4 separate regions of the Sus scrofa genome follow, and regions 2, 3 and 4 are each linked to region 1. A link is a contact called in public promoter capture Hi-C data. All regions are on one chromosome and are shown on one strand. Each heading gives the region's core, a stretch centred on a gene start, on an enhancer-like site or on the middle of the called end of the contact. The rest is flanking DNA. Distances are from core to core; before and after follow the strand shown. Region 1 holds the start of MAPRE1 (microtubule associated protein RP/EB family member 1). Region 2 holds the start of HCK (tyrosine-protein kinase HCK). Region 3 holds the start of POFUT1 (protein O-fucosyltransferase 1). Region 4 holds the start of TM9SF4 (transmembrane 9 superfamily member 4).

Evidence for each region. Promoter capture Hi-C pulls out the DNA fragments that hold promoters and counts their contacts.
Region 2: a contact with region 1 is called in a promoter capture Hi-C map of fetal liver, with 4 times the contacts expected there. The contact joins the promoter of HCK here to the promoter of MAPRE1 in region 1. A contact is called at or near these places in 1 of 5 promoter capture datasets (fetal liver) and 1 of 2 datasets of contacts at active chromatin or transcription factors (alveolar macrophages).
Region 3: a promoter capture Hi-C map of fetal liver shows a contact between it and region 1, with 4 times the contacts expected there. The contact joins the promoter of POFUT1 here to the promoter of MAPRE1 in region 1. A contact is called at or near these places in 1 of 5 promoter capture datasets (fetal liver) and 1 of 2 datasets of contacts at active chromatin or transcription factors (alveolar macrophages).
Region 4: a contact with region 1 is called in a promoter capture Hi-C map of fetal liver, with 3 times the contacts expected there. The contact joins the promoter of TM9SF4 here to the promoter of MAPRE1 in region 1. A contact is called at or near these places in 1 of 5 promoter capture datasets (fetal liver), 1 of 47 Hi-C or Micro-C datasets (heart right ventricle) and 1 of 2 datasets of contacts at active chromatin or transcription factors (alveolar macrophages).

What each region holds. Positions count from the first base shown.
Region 1 is chr17:36,389,084-36,392,250 of Sscrofa11.1, forward strand. It overlaps MAPRE1 (microtubule associated protein RP/EB family member 1), which reads left to right and starts at 1,686. Exons shown (of 7, transcript NM_001044613.1): 1 at 1,686-1,759.
Region 2 is chr17:35,706,607-35,709,807 of Sscrofa11.1, forward strand. HCK (tyrosine-protein kinase HCK) reads left to right here and starts at 1,943. Exons shown (of 13, transcript XM_021078145.1): 1 at 1,943-2,038.
Region 3 is chr17:35,855,284-35,858,695 of Sscrofa11.1, forward strand. POFUT1 (protein O-fucosyltransferase 1) reads left to right here and starts at 1,385. Exons shown (of 7, transcript NM_001129952.1): 1 at 1,385-1,517. The coding sequence starts at 1,385. PLAGL2 (zinc finger protein PLAGL2) reads right to left here and starts at 1,281. Exons shown (of 3, transcript XM_003359941.5): 1 at 1,084-1,281.
Region 4 is chr17:35,763,467-35,766,613 of Sscrofa11.1, forward strand. TM9SF4 (transmembrane 9 superfamily member 4) reads left to right here and starts at 1,637. Exons shown (of 18, transcript XM_005672825.3): 1 at 1,637-1,880. The coding sequence starts at 1,866.

The DNA of each region.
Region 1 (3,167 bases), core at 436-2,935:
TACCTCTGAGCCACAATGGGAACTCCTTGAGGCTCCTCTTGACTTTCTCCACTAGTCTCATCCCCACACCAAATCCTCCACTACCCAAAATGACTTTTAGGTGCTGCTGATATTTAGTTGATAGTAATGAATCAGAAGGAACCTAGAAATCGCTAACATTTATGGAACACTTACTATGTGCTACGTTGGTCTAAGAACATCAAACACATCGCAGTTGATTCTAACTCCTAGTGGAGTCAGGATTGGAACCCAGACCTGCTCTGCTGGCTTTGCTATTTATGAAATTTACTTAGCCTGTTGGAAACTTAATGTCCTTGTGTCTAAGATGGGTGTAAACCATTCTATTGCCCACAGCATTTTTGAATATCTTTACTCATCCCTACTTTGTATCAATTCATTATACTGCTAATATACTACCATTGCTATAATAATTTGGTTCCAGGGCTCCTTTGCTGCTTCCTCTTGTTTGCCTTTTCCTACCCTAAGTCTTTTGCCAGATTAACATCTCACCTTTTAGGGCAAATGTTGTCTCTTGGAATCCTTCCTCACTGCTCTGATGAGGTCAGGTTTCCTCGTGCTGTACTCTTGGAGCACTGCAGACTGGAGAGACAACCCAGGAGTATGGGTGGTTAAAATAATGAAATGCCTCAGGCTGGTTCATAAATAGCTCCTGCCCCAGCTCTCCACCCCATTCTTCCCTGAACAATTTACCTACCCCCTCCCAGCCCCATCCCCTTCAGCAACAAATTGGGTGAGACCTGGCCCAGAAGGGGCCTCCAGGAACCTACTCCCTGAAATGCAGGTGTCATCACTCCAGCCATCTACTCCTGCCTAACACTAAGTCTGGTTTGTAATTAAACAGCGATTTGTGTAATTAGTTATGTGTTCTGCCTTCCCTGCCAGACTGGAGACTCAGAGGCTATGTCTGGCTCTTGCTCTTCACCAAATCCCTAGGGCTTGATTGATCAGGGAAAATAAATATTTGTTACACATGAATAAGTGATATTTCTACCAGAAAACCAGCTCGAAACCTGGATCAGCCTTTGTGATAATGGGGAGTTGACCTCTCCGACACTCAGTTTCCTCTTCTGTAAAATGGGTGTAATTCAACCAGCAAGTTCTCTACTAAGAACCCATGTATCAGGCTCAGGGACACAGTGAGGACAGGACCGAGTAGATCCTCGCTTCCGTGAAAGTCATGGAAAGGCAGACAATAAAGGCATAAACAAACAAGATGACCATGTGGAAAAAAGAAGGACGAGGTTCAGGTTCATTTTACATAGAATAGTCACAGAATGTGTCTCTGAGGTGACTTTTAAGTCTTTCCTCAAGGCGTCTATCAATTTACTTTTTTACCCAATAACCCGGTTTTCTAGAAATTCATTGTAAAAATTTTTTTTTGGCTACTGGGGTGGAGAATTTGTAACTGGATCCCGCCTTCTAGGCGGAGTCACACTGGTCCGAGGTGGGAATCTCATTGGTTGCGGTAGACCGCGCGGCTGCATTACCCAGCAGCCGGCGCCCCGCCCCTTGGGCACCTAAGCCGTCGATCAAGGATCAGGTTCCTCCCCCGACCGCGGCTTAGTCCCTTTCTATAAAAGGAGCAGCGGGCGATGACGAGCCTTTACGTCGGCGCGTAACGGGGGGGGTGCGTGTGAGGTCATCGCGCGGGTGAGCGGGCGGGGTCGGGCGGTTTGAACTAGACGAAGACGGAACCGGAGCCGGGTACGGACAGCGGACGTGGTCCCGCGGAGAGCCGGTGAGCCGGCTGGCGGGCACGGGGCGGCGGCCGGGGGGCGGTCGGGTGGGCCTGGGGCCAGGCAGGCGCAGGCCGGCCGTGCCGACAGCGACCGGGCCGCTCCCTCACGGGTGTGCGGTTCGGGCGGGGTGGGGGAAGGGCGGGGCCGTGACCCGGCGCGCGCGAGCTGGGCTGAGGGGCGCGCGCTCTCCGCACTGCCGCGGGGGGGCGGGGCCTCGGGCCGGAAGTGGGGGCTGCCTGTTGGCGGCGTGGGGGCTTATGGGCCGCGGCCGAGGCCGAGCGGTGGAACCTGGACTGCGGAGGCAAGAGGTTCCGGGGTGGCCGGAGCGGGAAGAGCGCGTGTATGTGGTTGATGTGGGTCCTGCTGGCATCTCTGAGGACCTTCATTGTAGGAAACGGTGCTATTTGAGGGTTAAGAGTTCAGGTTTTGGGTTCAAACCTGTGTTGAATTCCCTGCTGTGCTACCTTGAGCAGGTGCTGTAACCTTCCGGGCCTCAGGTTTCCTCATCTGTAAAACGGGGAGGAGAGAGAGAGTCCTATATCAGAAAGCTCTTGTGGCGGTGCCTTCGGAAGCCAGCTCATTGGACTTCTTGCTTTCTTCGTGTGTATTTGTTGGACGTCCACTAGGTGCTAGGCACTGTGATAAGCGCTGGCTATTCACCCAGGAGCAGGCGAGCAAAGGCTTGCTTTCCAGGCTTCCACATTATGGTGGGAAGATAGTAAATAAGAAAATTAATACACGGAAAAGATAATTTCATATGATTACTGGGAAGAGTGTGACAGGGTGATATGAGTGTAACAGCTTTTCCAGCCCCTTTCGTAGCTGACCTGGAGTGCTTCAGGACAGAGCTTGGCCTCTTCCCCATTTTGGGAATGGGGGAATGAGAATCCTTTTTTTTTTTTGCCTCACTGGAGGCCTGTGGAATTTCCCGGGACTGGGATTGATTCCACGCCGTGGTTTCGACCTGCACCTCAGCTGGGGCAACCCCAATCCTTAACTCTGCAAGGGGACTTCCAGGAATGAGAATTTTTTTTTTTTGTCTTTTTGCCTTTTCTAGGGCGGTACCCACGGCATATGGAGGTTCCCAGGCTAGGGGTCTAATCGGAGCTACAGCTGCCAGCCTACACCACGGTCATAGCAACTTGGGATCCAAGCTATGTCTGCGACCTACACCACAGCTCACTGCAACGCGGGATCCTTAACCCACTGAGCAAGGCCAGGGATTGAACCTGCAATCTCATGGTTCCTAGTCGGATTGTTAACCACTGAGCCACGGGAACTCCAAGAGAATCTTGAAGACCCATTGAAGGAAGGTACACTAAGGGCTTGCAGTCTGCCTCTCTGATGAGGTATCTCTAAGAGTAGTATAATCTTAGCTATGCGCTAATTGGTCACTTGGTATGTGCC
Region 2 (3,201 bases), core at 693-3,192, 680 kb before region 1:
TAAAATTATACTGCAATAAACTTGATAGGGGCTTTGGGAATACATACAAGAATTTTTATTGCAGCATTACTTTAACAACAAAAAAACTGGGGAAACTGGCTGTCAACAGGAGAATGTTTCAGCTCTCAGTGGTCCTTTGCCATCTGAATGGCATACTTGTGGAAGAAGATGTAGCTAATGCCACCATGACTCCCTCATGCTCCCAGAACCTGCTTCTCTCGTCCTAGGGGCTCTTTCTGGTGGCTGGAGCATAGACGGGGCAAGCCAGAAATGCTGGAGTATTAATACCCTCCCCCACTGGGAGGAGCACCCTCATCCAATGTCTGCCAGGAGTTGGTATATAAATGCCCCACCTCCCTCATGTCTCGGGTGGGAAAACTCTGAAGTGGGCATAGCACACTGTCTGCAGTGTTTGCTCCCCAATGGGATTGAGCTCTAGGAGCCCACGGTTGGAGCTTGATGATACTCTCTTAACTGGCTTCCTTCTCTTGCCCTGTCTCAATCATTTACGTCCTTACTAGTGATTTTTGTATCTTCCAAATAATCAACATTCACTTGAATCCATGTCTAAGGTCTGCTTCTTGGGAATTCAAATTAAGACCAGTAGATGGTGTCAAGGGTCAATCAAGATATGGGGAAGTGACCACTGTGGCTCAGTGGAAACAATCTGACTAGTATCCATGAGGACGCAGGTTCCATCCCTGGCCTTGCTCAGTGGGATAAAGATCCGGCGTTGCCATAAACTGTGGTGTAGATCCCAGACAGCGACTCAGATTCTGAGTTGCTGTGGCTGTGGCGTAGGCTGGCAGCTGCAGCTCTGATTGGACACCTAGCCTGGGAACCACCATATGTGGTGGGTGCAGCCCTAAAAAGCAGGGGAAAAAAAAAAAAAGATATGGGGAAGTGGTGGGAGAGGAATCCAGGCAGCAGCCATTACGTAAGCATTCTTGGTCAAGCAATTCTTTATGAAATTCTCACATGGGTTCATAAGGAGACACGTATGAGGCGGTCCATTGCAGCTGTGTTTATGGTACTGTGAAGTAGTGTGCCGTCTGGGCATCCATGACTAGGGGAATGGATACATAGACTATGGAGGATGTAGACAACTACCTTTGGCAGCATAGCTAGATAGTAACAGTATCGAGTGATAGAGTGGGGAAAAAAGGCAAAACTGAATACCTACCACCCAAGTAAATCAAGCACACAATCAAAACATTATCTGCTTTTTAAAAGTGCAGGCATGTATTTAGGTACACACACCAAACACATAAGAACAGGGTTATTATCTTTCTCATTCAAGTTTCTGTTCTCCCTTCCCACCCCTCCTCAGATATTTGGTTATGTCTGGATACATTTTTAGCTGTCACGAATGGGGAAGAGGGTTTGCTACTAACATCTAGTGGATGAAATTCAGGAATTCTTTTCAATATCCTACTATGCACAGGACAGCCCCCAAGACAAAGAATTTCAGGACCTAAAGGTCACCAGTGCCATGGTTGAGAAGCCCTGTGTAGCCCAGAGCCCAGCACAGTATTGCTGAATGAATGAATGAGAGATGAAGGTGGCCTGAACTGGCTAGGAGCAGTGGGACTACAGAGACGCAGTAGGATTCTGGAGGTGTGTTCAGCAGAATTTTGGGTGAGAATCCTTCTCTTTCCAGGTGGAGATATGCTGTGCCCTTGCCTGGCGCTGGGCACATCTCTTTCATGTGCGGCCTCCACTTGCCGTCACTCAGTTTTGGAACTCCTCTGAGCTACCCGGAAACCGACAAGGAGTGAGCTAGGCTGGTTCCTGCGGGCAGGGCACTTTGCATGGATTTGAATAGCGAGGGGCCTGCAGAGCGGAAACCGCAGACCACAGAAGGGATGGGAAGGCTTAGGACCCGGCCTGGGGGAGGGGCCTGGGCTAGAAGGAGGGGTTTGGAATGGTGGGGAAACAGGTCGAAATGCTTGGAGGAGGGGGAGTGGATTTAGAATCCTGTACGAATGACGACAGTGGGGTGAAGATCCTCCGGAATCGGTTTAGAATCCTTTAATAGGTGGGATCAGAAATCCTGGAGGTCAGGAATGGAATCTTTGAATGGGTCGATGAGAATCTGGAAGGGGGGGGTCGGGCGTTTAAAGGGTATTAAAATCCTGTGAGGGAGTTCCTGATGTAGCCCAGCGGGTTAAGAACCGATTAGTATCATGACGATAGGGGTTCGATCTCTGGCCTCGCTCTGTGGATTAAGGATCCAGCATTACGGTCAGCTGTGGTATAGGTCGCAGACGAGGCTCGGATCCCGAGTTGCTTTGGCTGTGGCGTAGGTCGACAGCTGTAGCTCCGATTTGACCCCTAGCCTGGGAACTTCCATGTGCCGCGGGGTGCGGCCCTAAAAAGAAAAAAAAAAAAAAAAAATCCTGTGGGAACAGGTTAGGATCACCTAAGAGAGAGATTAGAATCTTTAGGATTAGGGTCATAAATCTTGAGGCCTGGGTTAGAATCTTTTTTAGAAGCCTTTGGTTGGCCGGGATTAAAATCCTGGGGGCAGAACTAGAAACCTCCCGTAGGCGAGGTTAAAATTCCTTCCGCTGTGAGAATCAAAATCCTTCAGGGCAGAATTAAGACCTTGGGAGGAGATGGGGTGTTGGGGTTCTGGGGAGGGCGGGGTTTAGAATCCTTTGGGACGGGGTTAGGGCTTTGGGAGATGGAATTCGAATACATTAGAGAAGGCATTAGGTTATCTGGGGGTTATGACCTTTGAGAGACCGGTTAAAATTCTTGGAGGCGGGGTTATCCTTCTGGAAGGAGGTTAGGATTCTTGGGGACAGGGTTAGAAGTTTTGGATGGGCGGGGTTTAAAAATAATTTCCTACTTGGTGGGATTAGGATTTTGGGGAGGTGGGGACGGAGATTAGAATAACCCGGGTCGGGTTAGAATCTTCGGGGGCGGGTTTAGGATACTCGGGGGCGGGGTTAGCACCACTCCGGGCGCGGCTAAAGCGCCCAGATGGTCTGTGGGCGCCAAGGCGTCCCAGGTCCTAGCCCGGGCGCAACTCTGGGCGATTGGGAGGGACGCAGACAGCTCAGCCAAGAGGGGCCCCCAAAAAACAACGCACCGAAACACCTCGGAGCGCAGCCCCAGCCTCTTCTCCAAAGTCACTCTCTCTTCCCTGCGGCACCGGCGCCCGGGCACCCCGGGATCTGCCGAGCTGGGGGGTCG
Region 3 (3,412 bases), core at 135-2,634, 530 kb before region 1:
CACCTTGGGGGGTAGGGTTAGAAACCCCAGGCCAGACTATTTCAGAGTCCCAGGCAGACAGGTGGGAATACACACAAGCCAGCAAACAGGTACACTTGTAGGTGAAAACATCAACAACTCCCCACACCTGAGGTCCCCTTATCTTGCAGCTTACAGGTCCCTTTCCCCCACCCAGCTGGGGCCACAGCCTGGGACAGAATTTGCAGGGAACCCCCTGGCTCCTGGGCAGTTTCTAGACCACCATACTGCGGGCAGGCATGTTAAACGCCTTAGCTGGGAGGGCTGGGGGTGGACGGCTGCCAGGCCAGGGACAGAAATTCGGGTTTCAGGGATGAGAGGTAGGGAGGAGCAAGTTATCTGGGTCCCTAAGAGGAACCCACCGACCCGCAAAGAAAGAGACGGTGTGGAGGGAGCAGGGCGGATTACCAAGGGCTGGTAGGTTAAAGGGGCTAAAAGCGAATTCCCTGAATTTCAAGACTCAAAATGGTACTGGGTGTAAGCTGTCTAGGGCTTGGGGGTTACGACCCTCGAGAAGGGGTTTCTGCATAGGGCTCATGTGGGTTTCCCAGAACCAAATATTTGGGAAAAGGCTCAAAAAGGGCTATGTGGTTGCGGGGAATAGAACAGAAGGGAAAGAGCGCACTATTTGGAGCAGGAAAGGGGGTTATGTGGGTCCGGGTAGGCGTGTCTAAAGGGAGGGAGCAGGTGCAGCTTATCTGCGTCCCCCAGACCCGAGTTCCTAGTAAGGTCAGCAGCGCGTTATCTGGGTCTCCAGGGAGCCTGGGGGTCGGGAGTGGGTGACCCCCCCAGGGCTACATCTCCAGGTCTCGGAAAGGAGGGGGGCAGAGGGTTTCTTCGGGTACCCCAGACCCGGATATCGGGTCCAGGGAGAGTTTTTGTCTCCCTGGGGCCTATCTGGGTCCGCGCTGGAGCAAAGGGGACCTCCGGTCGGGGGTGTGGGCGACCGCGCTGAGGGGCCCGCGATGAGGGGCGCCGCCGCTCTGGGAGCGGGGAGCGCGGGCGCAACAAGACGGCCTCCCGCCCCGCTCCCCGCCGTCCCCCGGGGCCCTCGTCGGCACTCACCGCGCTCGGGGCCCCGCGCTGCGGGCCGGGCCGCGCTCGGGCTCCGCCAGGCCCGCTCAGGCCCCGGTAGTGGCGGCGGTCGGGCCATTGTGCGGTGCATTGTGGGAGCCGCGCGAGCGGGAGCTCGGGCAGGGGAGGGGGCGGTGCCGCGGGCTCTCTATGGTCCCGCCCGCCCGCCGGCTAGAGCGGCCGGGGCGGTGCGCGGGCGGCGCGCGCAGACCGCCGGGAGCGGGGCGGACGCTCGCGCCCCTCCTTCACTCCCCGCCTCCGCGCCGTTGCGTGCTCGGGCTCCGGAGCAGATATGGGCGCCGCCGCGTGGGCATCGTCGCCCCTGCCGCCACTTGTGTCTCTCCTGCTGCTACTTCTGCCGCTCCCGGGGCTGCCTGCGGTCTCCTGGGACCCGGCCGGTTATCTGCTCTACTGCCCATGCATGGGTAAGGCCTCCTGAGCCCTCTGCTCAGATGGGGAAACTGAGGCCCAGAGAGGAGAAGCCGCTCCTCTGAGGCACCCAAGAGACGCCTTGGCATGTCCGAGAAAAGACCCCAGCGAGGGGCAGGGCCTGCTTCTTGCCTCTCTGCCCTAGTTGCCAGGGCACTGAGGGCCCTCTTTGTCCAAGCTTCCATTTGGCAGATGAGAATACTGAGGCCAGGAGAGTTTAAGTGTCTTGGCTCGAGGTCTAAGCCAGCCCAGTCCACTAAATGTAGTGGGGCAGGACTTGTTGTCACTGATGCAACGCTCCTCTGGGCGATTCTTTCATTCATTCAACAAATATTCACAGGGCGCCTCCTCTGTGCCCAGCCCTATTCTCTGCTCTGGGAATACGGTGGTGATAAGGCAAAGCTCCATGCCCTTGAAAAGCCTTCGTTTTAGTTGAGAAAGACAGACCATAAAAGGAAAACATAAAAAATAAGTAACTACACAGTATCTTAGGAGAGGATGAGCGCTATGGGAAAATAAAATAGAGCAGGGTAAGGAAGAATCTAAAGGCTGATTGAGGGCTGCAGTTTAAGTGGGATGGTGGATTTTTATTGTTAAAATCATTCCTTCCTAACATCCTCCAGACTCCTGACCATGAAGATTTGGCCCTCTGCCCGTTATCTCCACCACACTCTTCCCAGATTCTCCAGCTGTAGGCACAGTTATCCCTTCTGTTCCTTACACATGCTTGGATCCTGCAGCTTCTGCTATTGCCTATGCTAGTCCCTCTGCCTGGAACACCCTCTTCTTGCCTTCTGCCAGACCAGCTCCTCCCCATCCTCAGCCAGAGCTTAAATGTCACCAGAAAGCACTTCACTGACCTCAACCCAAATAACCTTCTCCAAATTGTTCTCTATCACCAAACGTTTTAAATTTTATTTTGGATGTATCTTTTTTTTTAATTTATTTTTTGAATGTATCAAAATTTATCACTGTATGTTTTTGTTTTTTGTCTTTTCTAGGGCCGCACCTGTGACATATGGAGGTTCCCAGGTTAGGGGTCCAATTGGAGCTGTAGCTGCTGGCCTACGTCATGGCCACAGCAACACCAGATCCAAGCCACAGCTGTGACCTACACCACAGCACGTGGCAATGCCGGATCCTTAACCCACTGATTTGAGGCCAGGGACTCAACCTCATGGTTCCTAGCCAGATTCGTTAACCACTGAGCCACAACGGGAACTCCTTATCACTATATGTTTAATGTCCCCCTGGCTGGACTGTGAAGGCCTTGAAGGGAGAGACCTTGTCCGTGCTCACGCCTGTATCTCAGCAACACCTAGCAGAGCACCTGACTTGGATTGGAGCTGGTCAACATTTGTGGAATGAATGAATGGATGTCATACTGGGTATAATGCAAAGAATCAGACAGGGTCCTTACCCCTGAGGCATTCAGAGGCTGAGGAAACAGCAGAAGGCCAGGAAGTGTGAAAAGACATTCTAGGAAGAGTGGAAAGCCATAAGTAACTCAGATCAAAGGTGGGAGGCAGAGGAGGGAGACTGAATTCGGCAGAGGGGTAGTGAAAGGCATCCCAGTGAGTGAGGCATTGGAGTGTAAGTGAGAGGCAAGAGCGGTGGAAGGGCACTCCTGGCTGATGGAACAGCAAGAGCAAAGGCATGGCGTGGGGATGGGACGTGTAGAGGACATTTGGGAAACAGCAGGGGATCTGCAGTGTCTGAGGCAGGGCCTGAAGGGCCTTGACTGTTGGACCTAGGAGTCCAGGCTTGATGCCATACTGCCAGCTCCCCTGGCTGTCCTTGATGTCTTGGCCCTCCCCATCCCTGGCTCCGCATCCTTTCTGAGCCTTGCATGCCCTGAGCCCCCAATGCCCCAGGCCTCACTTCACCTGCG
Region 4 (3,147 bases), core at 387-2,886, 630 kb before region 1:
AATCTAAAACAACTAGGCTCAGCTGGGCAGGTTTTTTGCTCCATGTGGCATCAGATAAGATTATGCATATGGCTGCATTCGGCTGGCAGTTCAGCTAGGGTTAGAATGTCTGTGATGATTTCATTTACATTCTAGTGCTCAGCTGGAATCTAGAGTATCTTGAGGAGTTAGCTGGGCCTCCCTCCTCCATGTGGCTCTCCAGCTGGGTAGCCAGACATCTTTAGACCCAAGATAATAGAAGCAAAAGCTGCCAAGTCTCTTCAGGCTTAGACTCAGAATTGGCAGGGTCATTTATACAACATTCTATGGGTTAAAGCAAGTGATAAGACCAGCCAGATTCAAAAGGAGGAGAAATAGCTTACTCCTTGATGGGAGAAACAGCATCCTCATGCAAAGATGAGAGGGCTTATTGGCAGCCGTCTTTGCCCACAATCCACCACAGTCATGCTCATAGGTGGGGAATCAAAGTTCAATTGACCCCCTACCAAAAGGTAGGATTAGACTAGAGTCTTACGAATAGTTTTTGCATAATGCCAAACACTGTAGCACACAGCAAATGTTCAGTAAGTGATTATTATTAACCATTATTATTTTAACAACTTCCCCTAACAGTTACAGATAGCACAGGTACTATATCCACTTCACAGTGATACATGGACCAATGATAACACCACAACTCTTTGGGTTCCCTTTTCCAGATACTGGAAACTGAGGCTTAGGAAGGTTGAGTGACCTGCCTTGAGTCATACGCTTAGGTAGCTAGCACATGGTGAAATCCACATTCAAAAATGTCTTCCCCTGGAATTCCTGCTGTGGCACAACTGAATCATCAGAGTCTGCAGTGTCAGGAGGCAGGTTTGATCCCTGGCCTGGCACAGTGGGTTAAAGAATCTGGCAGCTCAGAGCTGACCCCTAGCAGAGGAACTTCATATGCTGCAGAGCAGCCAAAAAAAAAAAGAAAAAAAAAAGTATGTGTGTGTGTGTGTGTGTGTGTGTGTGTGTATTATATATAGTCTTCCTTCACTAACTATGCTGTTTTTCCTTCATTCATTGGCATCCACCATATGCTCAAAGGAGTATACATAAGAGTATAATGAGGAGTTCCCTGGTGTCTCAGCAGGTTAAGGATTCGGCTTTATCATTGTGGCTCAGATTGCTGCTATCAAGTGTGTTTGATCCCTAGCCCCAGGAACTTCCATAGGCAGTGGGTGCGGCCAAAAAAAAAAACAAACAAAAACAAACAAACAAAAAAAACGGTATAATGACAATTAGTTATTGAATAATACTACATAACATTATGTCACTGGATCCTTACCGTAAGTCTATAATGAAGGTATTATAATAATCCCCTCTCCATTTCACAGATACGAATGAGGCAGTGAGGTTAAAGACAGCATCTTACCCACAGAGGGATTATAATCTATTGGAGAGGATATAGAATATTCAAGCAAATAATTAAAAACATAATTACAAATTATTCGGTTAATAGAGCCCTGGTACCGACCCAGTGGGGAACCTCAGGTAACCCTGGCAAAGGGTCTCCCTGCCAATAGTAAAGATGGAGCCCACAGAACAAGCGCGTTTACGCACACCGCCATTACCCACAATGCAGTGGCAGGAGGGGGAGGAGCAGGTTCTGCCAGAAGTTAATATGGTCCCCATAGTTACACCATCCTCTCTTTTCACCTAATCAGCGACCTGATTGCCCAGACCAGGCTACCGATCAGGAACTAAGCCTCCTTCGTGCCTCCACTCACCGTGACCACAGGAGCGACTGAAGCCAGGCAGCACCTCAAGGAGTTCAACTCCGTAACCAAGGAAACACCACTTCCGCTGACGTCATTACGGCGACACGTGGATCCAAGATGGCGGCGGGGATGGTGAGTGAAGGAGACTCTGGGAGCCGGAGAAGGAGCGGGGCCCTCCGGGGATCCCAGGACCCTCTGGTGTCCTATTCCTGGTCTGATCCATCTCCACGACCCCTAGCTCAGGCCTGAGAGACATTCCTGATTGGACTCGTTTATCCATAAACTCCGCCCCTTGCCCCGGCCTTTGCCCTGCACTCAGGCCTGTCAAGGCCCGAAGTTTTGGGGGAGGCACAGGGTCGGAGGAAAGGTCTTGGCTGCACCCTCCGCCAGTTCTTATTCTGACTTTGGTCCCTTCCATTATGACCTCCACTTTCCAATTTTCACATCCCAGCCCTGTCCCTTCTGAAGAGCCCCCCATTATTTCCACCTTCGCTCCTTCTCACGTCCAAACCCCGCTCTCTCCGCCACTCCGCCTCTCCACTATCCTGACTAGTACGCGGATGCGACCTCACTTCTGTCCAGCCTCCCAGCCCAAGCCATGTCCTCACTACTACCCTCGACTGTTCCCACCGCGCACCTGTAACGCCTGCCAGTGCCCCGAAGCATGCTTTTACCCGCCCCCCATGCATTCTCCATCCCCACATCCATCCCTAATCATTTATCCTGCCTTTTCTCAACTCCCTGCCTCTCTCCTGGGGAGCTTTTATCCCACTGGTTCTCAACTTTACTGTGCGTAAGACTGGGCGGCGGGGGGGGGAGGGGTGATGGGGGAGACTTGTTAAAAATGCAGTTTCCAAAGATTCTAATTCGTAAGGCTAGGTGATGCCCAGGAATCTGCACTTTTATAAGACTCCAGTGATTATGATGGTCTGTAATTTTGTTTTGAAAAGCACTATACCAGCCCCGCGTGGCTCCATCACCTACCTATGCTCCTACAGGGCCACACAGCTCATTAGGATGAAGCCTGTGTGAGGATAAGGGTGTATGGACAAGCTGTACAAGGAAAGTGGGTCAGGACTTGCTGGCTCCTGGTGCAGAACGCTGGAAGTAGATCTATGAAGGACTAGCCCAGTCTCCTTACAGAAACTCGGCTGATGTTCTGTTTGTCAAGAAACCAGAACTAGGGAGTTCCCATTATGGCACAGTGGAAACGAATCTGACTAGTATCCATCAGGATGCGGGTTCGATCCCTGGCCTTGCTCAGTGGGTCAGGGATCCGGTCGCAGACTTGGCTCAGCTCCTGAGTTGCTGTGGTGTAGGCCGGTAGCTGCAGCTCCGATTTGACCCCTAGCCTGGGAACTTCCATATGCCGCAAGTGTGGCCCTAAAAAAGCAAAAAA